Regions from separate parts of the Danio rerio genome. Here region 2 is linked to region 1. The links are chromatin contacts, called in public Micro-C maps. All regions are on one chromosome and are shown on one strand. The core of a region is the stretch at or near the end of the contact, and the rest is flanking DNA. Distances in the headings are between cores, read along the strand shown.

Region 1 (3,181 bases), core at 126-2,625:
TGTGACCACTGAAGCCCACTTTATTTTACAAAATTAATTATTTCATGTTCCACAGAAGAAACAAATTGGTTCCAGTGTTCTGCCGATTCGCCCTATCTTGTCAGATTGTCCTACCTCCCATTCAAAAAGTAGGTAGCACATTTTGACGATGCAATATGCTACTCATCAGTTTTAGCTACCAGTGTAAGTTTTAATGTGCAGTAGTGTGATATGAAACTGTAATATCGCCACCCTAACCTACCTAATTCCTAACCCCAACCTCAGAACCATTCAAATACAGTGCTGGTATTAAAATCTAATGGGTGGTATAAAATGTCAGGACACCTGTTTGCAATCGACCTGTTTGTAATAGAGGCAGGTTATATATGATCGAAGTAAATAATTACATATTTTTCAATATTATTTATGTCAATATTATTCAAAGTATCTGCTTAAAAATGAAACATTAATCTCAAAACAACAAAAACAACATGCTCAAGGCTGTGGACGACCAGACAAGTTACACAAAATATAAGCTTAAACAGATTAAGAGCACAACTGCTAGTTTTACCCTGAGCTTGTAAAGTGCTTCTGCTGAAGCATTAATCTCACATTGATAATGAAAGAGAACAGCCATGCAACAGGTGATTAAATTAAGCGAGATCACTGCAGTACTGTGTTCTGTGACTATAAGCACTTGTTGTTATTGGATTTGTTTAATCAAGCGAATAATAAAGTTGGCTGCCTCACACTAAACAACAATTCTCCATAATAAGAATTGGCCGGTCTCTTAGCGAAAACCCTGAGAGCCTTTGAAGCACTTGAGCATGTTATCAGCTGAGGGTTGTGCAGAGCTGATCTAATGCGGAACAGCCTCTCCAAAAGCCGTGAACACTGAAGACACGCTGCATGGAGCGCAAGACCACCTTCCAACCAGTCGTAAACTTGAATGTGTATATACAGCCAGTACATACAAGCATACATCAACGAAAATATTCAGATTAAAATATAGATACAAAAACATAGTTAAAAGCTTAAAATACCAGTCAAATATTATGGCGTGTTTTCCAAACGACGTGAAAATATGCAATAAAAAATATATAATGTTAATTAATGCCATTTAATCCTTATTTGCTAGTATTGAAACAAAGATAGTGATACAGTGGCTGTTCTCCAACACATGCACAAACTGCAGTCTGTCACCAAACCATGCGCTTCGAGTCTGTGCAAAATAGCACGATAAAACTTTCCATAATAAGCTTCTCGTGCTAATTATTACCTTATTTTGTCGTCCAGCACCTGCGAATCTCCCAAAGTCTTGAAAGTTCAGTCAGAAGATGAGCTCGACGCGCTCCTCAGTCGCGTTATTGTGCCAGCGGTTAGTTTAGGTTTCGGACAGATGCTCCTCTCCTCGCGCGAGTATCTCCATTGGCTCAGCAGCATCACTCATTTCGCCCTCCCCTGAACGCTCACACGCGCTGTCTGCATGCTGGAGGTTTTGTTTTTTTTTCTCCCTAAAACCCTGTTACTTTGACTAGAACTACAAAGTGAACAATTGAAAAATCAAAGCACAGATTTAGGGCGTATGGAGTTCATGGGATGAAGTCTTTGCAGTGTCTTAGACTTGCATGCTACTAAAACATATTTATTGACGTCTTATTTGTTGATCTGTTAAACAATACGAATTTAATCGTGCTTTAATTGCGCGCTACTCTTATTGTCGCAATGTCAGTGGAAATCGCTTGTTCTCACATAAAAAAAAAACATTAAAATGCGTGAAATGAAATGCAGAAATGAAGTTGCGATCTTCCCTGAATCCTCCAGTGCCTCTCCTGCTCCGACTATTAGAAGAAATGACACGGGTTATGGGAAACGGTGAGTGACAAAACCTCACTAATGAAGTGCATCGACGCAAGCTGGCATTTTGAAACACTACTGCCCCCTTTTGGTATTAAGTAATATTGTCGCATTTCAGCAACAGTAGGGAAGGGGTGCCCAAACTTTTTCTCATAGGACCAAAAAACAAATATCATCGAGAGACATATGTCATTTCCTAATTTATTTAATAAAATTTTTAAATAAATAGAAAACATGACTTGGTGGAACATGACAGTATGTAATGCAGTATAACTGTTTAAATGATAATTTATTGCAATTAAATACAAAAACAATCACATTTATAACACAGTGGAGTTCAATGCTGAATACACAAGCAGAATCTGCCTTTAGTGACAGTATCTACATTTTAAAAATCTGATTAAATGGCAACATTTGAATTAAAACATTTAACTTCACTTAGCTTTTTTGTAGCTTTACAATACAACGAACAAATAAAAGATTAATTTAAATTTGAAATGTCAATCTCTAAACCATCCCCATCATTCTCCACCTCTTCTCAGATGGGATGGCGAGCCCAATCAAAGGTTACCATGGGCCAACTTTGGCCCGCGGGCCCTTGGGCATCTCTGATCTAGGGTGTTATGTAAAACAAATTTGTGTAAAAAAAATTTTTTTACACAATTTTTTTAATTAGCTAAAAAAAAGCATAACCTTTATAACATATATGCAAATAATGTTTTATCATTGACATTTTGATTTTAAAGGTTAGCTGACTAGCATGGTGCCACCGTTTTTATTCTAATTTTCAAACACATTGTTATTTTTCAATTTGTTGTAATAAAGAAAATCAGGATGATTCCATCAAATATATGTTTATTTTCTCTTCTGACGTAAAAACATATTATGGATAAAAATACATAAAGTATATTTACATTTACACACATTTACGTATAGATTTAAAAAAGAATAGCCTACGTTTCCACCTATAGTTCAGATCTGAACAATTAACACATGATCACTTTCTGCAAATAAATGATTTAAATGAAAATAATCTTATTTCAAATTTTAAAGATTATGAGACAGTTACTGAAATGACTTAAATAGGTATAAAATTATGCTAACAAATAATAACAAATGTATATTAAAGCTTAATCTAAATTTCCCAAAAAAGAAATAAATTACCAGACCATTTTTAAACAAATAATCAGCCATATAAATATAACATGTGAAGCATGACTTAATTAAGAGCAAAGCAGATAAATCAGTCATGGGTCCGTATCCTTGGAAATGGAGCGATAATCTAAACCTTCCCATTATTTTCGAGCCATTAGGCAAGAACACAGTACTCTTAGCTGTGCCGTGG
Region 2 (3,165 bases), core at 621-3,120, 240 kb before region 1:
TAATGTAACCCCAAACCATGATTCCCCTTCACAAAACTTGACTGTTTCTCTAAGAATCTTGGGTTAATGCGGGATCCAGTAGGTCTTCCGCAGTATTTGTGATGATTAAGATGCAGTTCAACAGATAATTCATTGTAAAAAATCTACCTTCTTCCACTTTTCCAAATGATCAACTAGAAGTTCTTATTTGTTGCTTTTACAACTGGGAGCAATGACAAGACTTCTGTCAGGTTGTGTATGTTATGCTAATGTGTTATAATCAAAAGAGCTTCAAAATTAAAGATAAATAACAAAATGCATATGAAACATTTTTTGTCTAATAGAATGCATATAAAACTTTGGCCTTTTCAGAGGTGACTAATCTAAATGCCTCTGATTGGTTACTGTATTTATATGCTTTGTCCAACAAATAGAACATCCTTAATATTTTTAATCTAATTGTGGATTTGTAAGGCATTTTTGTTCATTTTGATTGAACATTTGTCACTTATAATCAATGCAATAAAACACAGAGGCTGTAAATTAAAGACGAAAAAACTCAACAAACCATCTTACCAGGTAGTACACAAAACGACCAGATCGTTCAAGAACAGCACACTGCCCAGGTTGCCTCTCTGCACAAAACAGAAGATGACAAACACAACTAACAATCAGATTGGTGTAATTTGAGTTTTACACTTCTCAGTAACTGCAATCCACACTCACTCTGTGCCTTGAGCTCTTCAACTCCCTTAAAGTGCTTCTTGAAGAGTACAGCGATCCCGGCTCCCATCCGGCAGTCCTCACTGATGCAGTGCGCCAGGGCATCGGTGGGTGGACAGGTGAACAGATCACCTCTCCTGTGGAGCAGTTGCCAGCCTGAGCTGAACGAGGCCTGCCAAAGAAATAAGTAACAACACAAAACTGCTCACAACAAAACTAATCAATAACCAGGGTAATGCTTCTGAAATCAATCTTTCCTATATCAAAATAGATTTATTCTGTCTGAGGATCACAATTAAAGAGATAGTTCACCCAAAATGAAATTTACTAACTGATTATTCACCCTCAAGTGGCTCTAGATGTTAAGGAGTTTTTTTTCTTCTGTTGAACACAAAATACACAATAATATATCTTGAAATAAGCTGGAAATCTGTCAACATATACTCTCATAATAGGAAAAACAAATACTTGTTACAGGTTTCCATCTTTTTTCAAAATATATTGTTTAGTGTTTACCAGAAGAAAGAAAGGTTTGTAACAAGTAATGCGTGTGTAAATAACAACAGAAATTTCAGACAGAACAGAACTATTTCTTTAAAATGCTCTTGAATAGGTAGCCTTTTTATGATCTGTCTTACCTTCCTTGATACGAACTTGTCCATTAGATTCCTCTGAGATTTAAGAAGGGACTCGACTGTTGGTATGATTTTCTGCACAGACACATTTATTATATAGAATACAAAAATCTACTGAACACATTGAGTGTTATTGCTCAGGACAAAATCAGGGACTGTAAGCCACGTTTATAATATCATCAATATACACGCATAGACACTCAATATGCCAACTGTGCAATGCTGGTTCTAAAGAACAGGATTTAAAACAAACCGGTCAAACCTGTTTAAATATGCCGTCAAGGTTTAGTCGTATCTTTCATTTAAACACTTTTAAATGTATCAAATAACTTTTTTTTTAATTTATAGTCTACTATAATCATATTTAAATCAAAAACTAAGTAATAACACGTTCTGAGGAAACAAAACAGGTTTATTTAACGTTACATGTCCACCGACAGACGCATTGTGTGCTGACTAGAGCTGAAGGTTTAACTTACCAAACAATGGCGATGAATGTTTGGTTTTGCGTTCCTTTAAACATTCACGTAAATCAATTTCTGCAAATAAAGTGTCCGTAGAAAAACACAGGAAAACGCGCATTCGCTTCACTTTCGAATTGGAGGTTTAAATTGGGTTGTTTTGAGAGCTTTGAGCGCCATCTGGCGTGAGGGAGCGCCTTGTTTATAGATCCAAGGAAGAGCATTGATTAAAAGCTAATGAAAGTTCACGACAAATAAAGCTTGCGTCGATTATTGATTTGAAATGGCAGAAAACAATCTGTGACGTACTTGTTTGTTTATTCTTTTAAATGAGGCACAAGCAGGATTCAATGGATAGTCTGCAACTGCACAATGCTAATAGCTTACTGGAAGAATTAACTTGAAAGACTGTAAAAAATGCTGGGTTCCACACAATAGATTTGTTAATAGTTTTTACAAATTTAAGTAGATTGAACATAAAACCATTAAGTTGTCTCCTCCAAAATTCAAGAATTGTGTTGTTTCAGCCCATTTTAATTAAGTAGTTTGAACAAACAGCAAACATAATTTTTTTGAGTGTACTACTAATAAACATCTGTATTAAATAATAGTATTTGTATAAATTATTAATTAATGCATATATTTATAAGCCAACAGTTTAAGTAATAGTTAGGCCTATTATTAAATGCAGAGTGACGTGAGTCTGAGCGCATAATGTATATTTTAATATAGAAAGCTAAATATTAAATAATGTGTGTGATTACAATTTATTTAATTTTTTTTAACAACAGACATTTTAAATTGGTGGCGCAGTAGGTAGTGCTGTGGCCTCACAGCAAAAAGGCGCTGGTTCGAGCCTCAACTGGGTCAGTTGGCATTTCTGTGTGGAGTTTGCATGTTCTCCCCGCGTTCATGTGGGGTGCTCCAGTTTCTCCCACAGTCCAAAGACATGCGGTTCAGGTGAATTGGGTATGCTAAAATTGTCTCTTGTGTATGTGTGTGAATGAAGGTGTGTGAGTGTTTCCCAGTGATGGGTTGCAGCTGAAAGGGCATCCACTGCAACATGTGCTGGATAAGTTGGTGGTTAATTCCACTGTGGCGACCCTGGATTAATAAAGGGACTAAGCCAAAAAGAAAATGAATGAATGAATGAATGAATGATATCCTAGGTCAAAGTTATCAGCAGGGAAAGTATAGCTTAAATAGCTTATTAATTATTAAAACATGTTTAACACAGTCATGTATGCATAACATAGTTTTAGTCTGCAAAATAAGTTGTAATTTATTTTAAGGAGATTTTTTGAAATAATTACTACTATACCTAAAAAATGCTAATCTGTTTCAATTAATAAACTGTAGGAAGAGCA

Evidence for each region. Hi-C and Micro-C count contacts between places; a contact is called where the count stands out from the background.
Region 2: a contact with region 1 is called in a Micro-C map of caudal fin, with 9 times the contacts expected there. The contact joins the promoter of oard1 here to the promoter of klhdc8b in region 1. A contact is called at or near these places in 3 of 18 Hi-C or Micro-C datasets (caudal fin, embryo and an unstated tissue) and 1 of 4 datasets of contacts at active chromatin or transcription factors (caudal fin).

The regions. Positions count from the first base shown.
Region 1 is chr23:22,363,797-22,366,977 of GRCz12tu, forward strand. It overlaps klhdc8b (kelch domain containing 8B), which reads right to left and starts at 1,376. Exons shown (of 6, transcript XM_073938798.1): 1 at 1,259-1,376.
Region 2 is chr23:22,127,453-22,130,617 of GRCz12tu, forward strand. oard1 (O-acyl-ADP-ribose deacylase 1) reads right to left here and starts at 1,871. Exons shown (of 6, transcript NM_001020755.1): 1 at 1,817-1,871; 2 at 1,341-1,412; 3 at 706-874; 4 at 556-614. The coding sequence starts at 1,364.